2 separate regions of the Sus scrofa genome follow, and region 1 is linked to region 2. The links are chromatin contacts, called in public HiChIP or PLAC-seq maps. All regions are on one chromosome and are shown on one strand. The core of a region is the stretch at or near the end of the contact, and the rest is flanking DNA. Distances in the headings are between cores, read along the strand shown. Region 1 holds the start of IL17RC (interleukin-17 receptor C). Region 2 holds the start of RPUSD3 (RNA pseudouridylate synthase domain-containing protein 3).

The links. HiChIP or PLAC-seq counts read pairs in DNA pulled down with a chosen protein or histone mark.
Region 1: a contact with region 2 is called in an H3K27ac HiChIP or PLAC-seq map of alveolar macrophages. The contact joins the promoter of IL17RC here to the promoter of RPUSD3 in region 2. A contact is called at or near these places in 2 of 2 datasets of contacts at active chromatin or transcription factors (alveolar macrophages and skeletal muscle).

The regions. Positions count from the first base shown.
Region 1 is chr13:66,177,312-66,180,616 of Sscrofa11.1, reverse strand. IL17RC (interleukin-17 receptor C) reads right to left here and starts at 1,319. Exons shown (of 13, transcript XM_021069809.1): 1 at 1,218-1,319; 2 at 542-620; 3 at 360-396; 4 at 82-154. The coding sequence starts at 1,319. IL17RE (interleukin-17 receptor E) reads right to left here. Exons shown (of 19, transcript XM_021069808.1): 17 at 3,100-3,161; 18 at 2,966-3,034; 19 at 2,650-2,964. The coding sequence ends at 2,650.
Region 2 is chr13:66,132,050-66,135,189 of Sscrofa11.1, reverse strand. RPUSD3 (RNA pseudouridylate synthase domain-containing protein 3) reads left to right here and starts at 1,416. Exons shown (of 9, transcript XM_013981960.2): 1 at 1,416-1,571; 2 at 1,867-2,006. The coding sequence starts at 1,447. LOC106505669 (a long non-coding RNA gene) reads right to left here and starts at 1,380. Exons shown (of 3, transcript XR_002337652.1): 1 at 1,221-1,380; 2 at 267-488.

The DNA of each region.
Region 1 (3,305 bases), core at 70-2,569, 46 kb before region 2:
ATTCATGGTTAGAAGGCTGTTATTGTTATTATTATTTTGCATACCACAGACTGACCAGGCTTGCACAAGGGCAGCAGGCACTTGCACCTCCAGCAGGACGCAGCGGGCAGTAGGGTAGGCCTGGAAGGACAGCACCACATGGGCCTGAGAGAGGCTGTGAGCAACAGGGCAGGTGTCAGTCAAGGCCAGGGGCCCGGGGCAAGGCTCTGATGAGGGCAGTTGGGCCAGTGAGGTTCTCTTCACCATTCCTAGGATCCTCTAGCCCTGGGTCAGGTGTTCTTCCAAACTCCTCTTCATCTGCAGGGTTTCTTCCCAGGACCCTGGAAGCGACCCGGAGAGCAAAGGCTCAGGACTGGTACCCGCTCTGGCTTTGGCTTCCTTCCAAGAAGCCCAGTGCTAGGAAACAAAGGCCAGGCCTGGGGGATGGACCTGGCTAACATGGGGGTCTGTTGGACAGGTGTGCCTCAGGAGAATGCTGAGGATGCCTGAGAATGCCTGATAGACACCCTGGTCCCCATGCCCATCCCACCCATAGGCTCACCATGCACAGCCAAGTGGACAGCCACACGCACACAGAGGTCGCAGTCGGTCTCCTTGTGGCACCTTAGCACCAGTTCTGTCTGCAGGAGTGTGGGCACCAGAACAGGGCCTGGGGCAGACACAATGCCCCCAGGCAGGCACAGCACGTCACCATCTGTGCATGAAGGGTAGGGTGGGAGCTGAAGCTGTGCAGACCCACAGTCTGATTGCACCTGACACCCCCAGAGGGCCAAGGGGCTTTGGGCTCTTCCTGGGTTGAGGGCGGGAGGTAAGGGCCCAGGACTGAACAGCTCCCCTCCCTTTTGCCAACCTGGGATGGTCTTTTCTCTCTAAAAGTAGCTCTACTCACCCCAGAGATGGCAGAAAGGCCCTAGGAAGGAGGTAAAGATGAATCAGAGTTTATGAGCTCAAATCTAACCATTCTTTCCTGGCTTGGGTCCCCAACTCGCCCCCTCCATCCCCGTTCTTCTGGGGCTCCCTTTCCAAGTCCCTCCCAGAAAAAAGACAAGACCGAGTTTTTTGCCCCCCTCCCCATTCTTCTCTTACCCCATCAGCACCCGACAGACCAGCCAGGGCAGTTCTGACAGTGATGGCAGTGACAGGAGCCAGGCTAGGGCCTTAACGGCCGCAGGCTGAACCCTGAGCCTTCCTCAACCCTCTGGGGGCCCCAGACTCACCGGAGAGCAGCGGGCAGCGTCCTGAGCCCCAAACCTCTCTAGAGAGAGGACCACAGGGTTTCGGCCCAGTGCCAAGGACAGAAGGAACCAGGGCACAGGCATCTTCCAGGTGCCAGGCAGCACCCAGGCCTGAGGCCCTGTCCTGCCCCCCCAAGGGGGGGCAGACACCACACCTCTGCTCCCACTCAGCCCTGCGCCTGTGGGCAGGAGGGCCAGATCCCTCCCCGGCCTTGGGTCAGCGCTGGCTCTCCTCTCCCGGAGTCCTGACTCCTGTCCCAGCCAGAGTGCTTTCGTTTGGCTCCCGGCAGGCAGCCGGCTGTTCCCGCCCGCCCTGTCCCTCCACCAACACCAGGCCTGGGAGCCAGCAGCCCTGAACTGGAGTGGCAGCCTCACCCCCTCCCTCTTTTCCCCTCCTCCTTCTCTGCTGACACCTGGCTGGGAGGGCTGCCTGGAGAGGCGGTGGCCTCAAGGCTGAGTAAGGGAGCTCTTACTCACGCTGGGATCCCTAAGGAGAGGGCTCCACAGAGGGGCCCCAGACCCAGGGCAATCCTGGGCATTTCCCCTTCCCATGTGACTCTGGGATCTTGGTGCCCACTAGGTCCCTTGCGACTGGGTACCTAGGACCCTTCACACATTCTCCTCATTGCGGAACAGGAGCTCTAACGACAGGGCCAAGGGGCACCAGAAAGTGGGCTTTTCACCACTTCCTGCCTATGCTCAACTGTGGTGTGGGGAGAAGGAATCCAGTACCCAGAGCCAGGAGGACACCGTCCTATTTGTGCTGATGCCATGGGCTGGAGGCACAACATGGGACTCACGTCACATTTCTGAACCTGAGATTTCCTCTCTTCTTTCTGAAGAATCACAGCTCCTTGTTTCTTAGTTTATCCAAAATGTCCACCTTTATTCATCTTCCTCTATCTTGGTTTCCAATGTCCCACCTCTACCCTGGTCATCCAGGGCCAAAGCCCCTTTCCTGGATCCAGAACCCTCCTCCCTCCACTCTGGGCAGGGCCGGTTTGAGAAAGGGGATCCCCAGCATCCAAACGCTTTTCTGTTCCCCCACCCCTCTGGAGCCACCTTCCACTCAGAACTGCCATGGGCCTGCCTCCCTCCCGAGTCTCAACATCTCTGGCCTGGACTGGAGCACAGGCAACTACTCTCTTTCTGGGATTCTGGAGAGAGGAAGTGGATGACTCCCCACCCACATCAGGCTGGGGTCGGGGAGTTCTCCGGAAAGAGTGACTCTCTCCTTGGGGCTTCTGAGGAAGCCAGACAGTGGGAAAGGGCGGGCAGTGAGTGAGTGCTCTGTCCAGCTGGGGGCAGAGTAAGGCTTTTTTGCCAGTCGTGCGGTGAAGGAGCCCTCAAGATCCAGGTGAGAAACCTGATTCAGGGTTCTAGTCGTGCACAGATCCAGATCGTATGAGCTCTGTCAGCCTGGTCGGCGGTTTCGGCTTCCGTTCCAAGCTGGGCACAGCTCCAGCGATCCCCGCAGAACCGCGGGACTCGAAGCGGCCAGTGTGGCTTCGGCGGAAGGGCCGCGCGTCAGAGCCGCAGAACGTGCAGGTCGTGCAGCAGGCGGTAGGGGGCAGGGCACGCAGCGGCGGGGAATGTCACCCTTGGCGCAGAGGCGGCTGAAGTACGCGAGCAGCAGCAGCGGGCCGGGGCGCGCGGAGCAGGTCCGCAGGGGCGCGGCGCGGTGATCCTGACCGCCGGCGGGGCTGGGGCAGGCGCCGCTCCACAGCAGGCAGCACGGTGCCTTGCTCTCGCGCCACCGTCCCGCGCCCCCAAGCCAGGCAGCGGGCCAGCGTGCCATGCTGCCCTCCCACAAGCCACAACACGTCGCGTCCGCCGCCCAGCGCGCCCGCAGCAGCTCAGCCACGTCCACGCGCCGCTGCGCCTCGATCCGCCCGTGCAGGAGCAGCACAGGCCTCCGGCAAGCCCCTGGGGAGCAACATGTATAGGGGGGCAGGAAGCTGCCTGCTCCACTCGGTTAATAATAGGGTTCCCCATCCCCCCACTAGTTCCTTATCTGCGCTGGGGGTGGGTACCAAGACAGCTTTAGGGTGCCTTTGGGCAATTAGATAA
Region 2 (3,140 bases), core at 167-2,666:
AAAATAACTTTTCTATTGCTATAACTACCGGATGGAACCCAATTCTTTGCCTCCCCCACCCACGCCCCATTTTTGGCTGCTCTGTGGCAAAAGGAGTTCCCGGGAGGCCAGGGATCAGATTTGAGCCGAACCCTCGGCAATGTAGGATCCTTAACCCCCTGTGCTGGGTGTGGATCCTGTTGTGCCACCTCGGGAATTCCTCTTTGGTTTATTGCATTTAATGTCTTATTTCTCTGGTTGCCCCCTCCCTCTCCTCCTCCCCATACCTTTCCCTCCTGGTGAATCTTCTATTACTTCTTTACAGCTCGTCACTCACAACTCCCGTACTTTCTTCAATTCCAATGGGCTCCTCACTCTTCTCTCTCTCTCTCTCAGCATCTCCACAGGGTTTCCGCAAGGTGGGTTGTGATGCTGTTATTTTAAAGGTGAACTTCTTGTGGGTGGGGCTGAGTCTTAAAAATCTCTTTCTGGTTCACAGATGTCAAGGCCTAGCACAAAGTTAACATTAAAAAAATGCTGAAATTCGGGAGTTGCCATGAGGATGCAGGTTCAATCCCTGGCCTCCCTCAGTAGGTTAAGGAGACATTGCCCTGAGCTGTGGTGTAGGCCAGCAGCTACAGTGCCTATTGGACCCCTAGTCTGGGATCCTCCATATGCCGCAGATGCAGCCCTAAAAAGACCAAAAAAAAAAAAAAAAATGTTGAAATTGGTGATGATAAGATTTATTTCCCTGGCAGTTCTAATCATAAGACAATTTATGTTTCCACTTTGATTATTTGTTCTGTTTTCGCTTTAATAAATAATGCTGTGGTGACCCTCTTTGAGCCTCTGGCCTTTTTTTCCTTTTGGATTATTCACTTAGCTGTGTTCTTCAAAACAAAGTTACTGGACCAATGAATGTGGGTTTTTTTTTCCAATTTGCCTTGCAAGATCGTGCACAATGGTATTTTTGTTTGTTTGGGTTTTTTGTTTGGTTTTGTTTTTTAAATCAGAAAACTCCTAAGGGAGTTCCCACCAGTGGCTCAGCAGAAATGAATCTGACTAGTATCCTGAGGAAGCAGGTTTGATCCCTGGCTGTGCTCAGTGGGTTAAGGATCCCACATTGCCGTGAGCTGTGGTGTAGGTTGCAGACACGGCTTGGATCTGGTGTTGCTGTGGCTGTGGTGTGGGAAAAAGAAGACGACTCTTAAGAATTACAAGGGTAATCAGAAAACCTTTACCTTTAGTCCTGCCTTTGTCCTAAGGCAGGACCCCTGACCTCGAGTAAAATCCTCCTCTGCTCTGTGCCACCGTTTCCCCCAAAGCACAAAAAGGAATTTCGGCATTTCCTCTGCTAGCAAAGGCAAAGCTCCCTCTTGTCGCCGCTCTGACCCTCGCTACTCCGATTGACAATCAGTCTGACCAATCAGAGCGCTGTGAGCGAGCCGGGGCAGCCCTTCCGGACACATGCGCACTATCCTCACACCGGAGATGGGTGGCTACCGTGTCTGGGGCCAGGTCTGGGGCGGCTGTCGGCAGGGTCTGGGGATCTGCGCAGTGCCCAAGGCCGCAGGCTTTGGCACCGAGGCCAGGTGATTACGCACCTCCTGTTTCATGCGGGAGGGAGGTTGGGGCAAGATGAGGGTGTGTGCGGGATCAGCAGTTAGCCCTGCTGTGTGACCCTAAGTTAGTCAATTGACCTCTCTGAGCCTCAGTTCTCCCCGGGGTAAAATGCAGCTAGTTGAACCTGAATTTTCAGGATGCCCAACTCAGGCTTTCGGAAGCATTTGTGGGAAGCCGCAGGATTTGGAGAGAGATGTTGGAAATAAGAATGGGTGGCACCTCGGGAAGTTATGATTCTCCTGTTGCTTACCTTACTTTTCCTAGGCATCAGCTGCAATCCCGAGGTTCTAGCAAACGGTTGGGCTCCTTGGGTGACAAACCTTTCCGGAGGCTGCTGCAGCCAGAGAATCTCAGTCGGGAAGAGCTGGTTGATGTACTGAGGGAGGCTGTGGTGGACCAGAAAGGTGAGGAGTGGGAGGGACGGCTGCAGACAGATTAAGAAGGGGAGCAATTCTCACCTTAGCCTTCCGGGTACCTGGCTGGGCTCCCTACTAAAGGCTTCTGGGTCAAATCCTGGTTCTGATTCCCACTAGCCACTGGAGTTAGGACCAGCCACACAATCTCTTCAGTGCCTCACTATCATGGGTACAGGGGTATGGGGTGGGGGTGGGGGGTGTAAGTAGAGAACCTTGCATACAGTAGGCACTCCACAATGGGAATTGCTGTAATGAAGTTTTTATTGATGGACAAAACACAAGCTTTGAAATCATATCTCGGCTCTGTAATCAGCTTGTTGTGTGGCTTTAGGAAAATAATTTCCCTGAGTCTCAGTCTCCTGTAATTTATTATTAATTTTCTCAACTATTTATTGAACATAGGCTATGTTCTGGGCACTGTTCTAGACATGGCTATATAGTACTGAACAAGATAAATATGGTTCATGCCCTTAGGGAGCCAACATTTCAGTGGGAGAAGTTGATGAACCAGGAAATAAATTAACAGGTACTTACTAGTCAACAGTGCTATGAATAAAATGGTGTTATAAGAGTACCAGGAAGTTCCCGTCGTGGCTCAGTGGTTAAGGACTCTGACTAGGAACCGTGAGGTTGCGAGTTCCATCCCTGGCCTTGCTCAGTGGGTTAAGGATCCGGTGTTGCCGTGAGCTGTGGTGTAGGTCCCAGACGTGGCTCGGATCTGGCCTTGCTGTGGCTGTGGCGTAGGCCGGTGGCTACAGCTCCGATTAGACCCCTAGCCTGGGAACCTCCATATGCCACAGGAGCGGCCCTAGAAAAGACCAAAAAAAAAAAAAAAAAAAAAAAAAAGAGTACCACTTGTAGCCTGGGTTAAGAACCCAACTAGTATCCATGAGGATGCTGGTTTGATCCCTGGCCTCACTCAGTGGGTTAAGGATCCTGCGTTGCCACCAGCTGTGGTGTAGGTCACAGATGCGGGCAGACTGTGGCTTAGATTCCACATTGCTGTGGCTGAGGCTGGCAGCTGCAGCTCCATTTTGACCCCTAGAGTGAACTTCCATATGCGGCAGTTGCGGCCCTAAAAAAAAAGAAAAAAAAAGGTATTATAATGATAAGGAACTACAG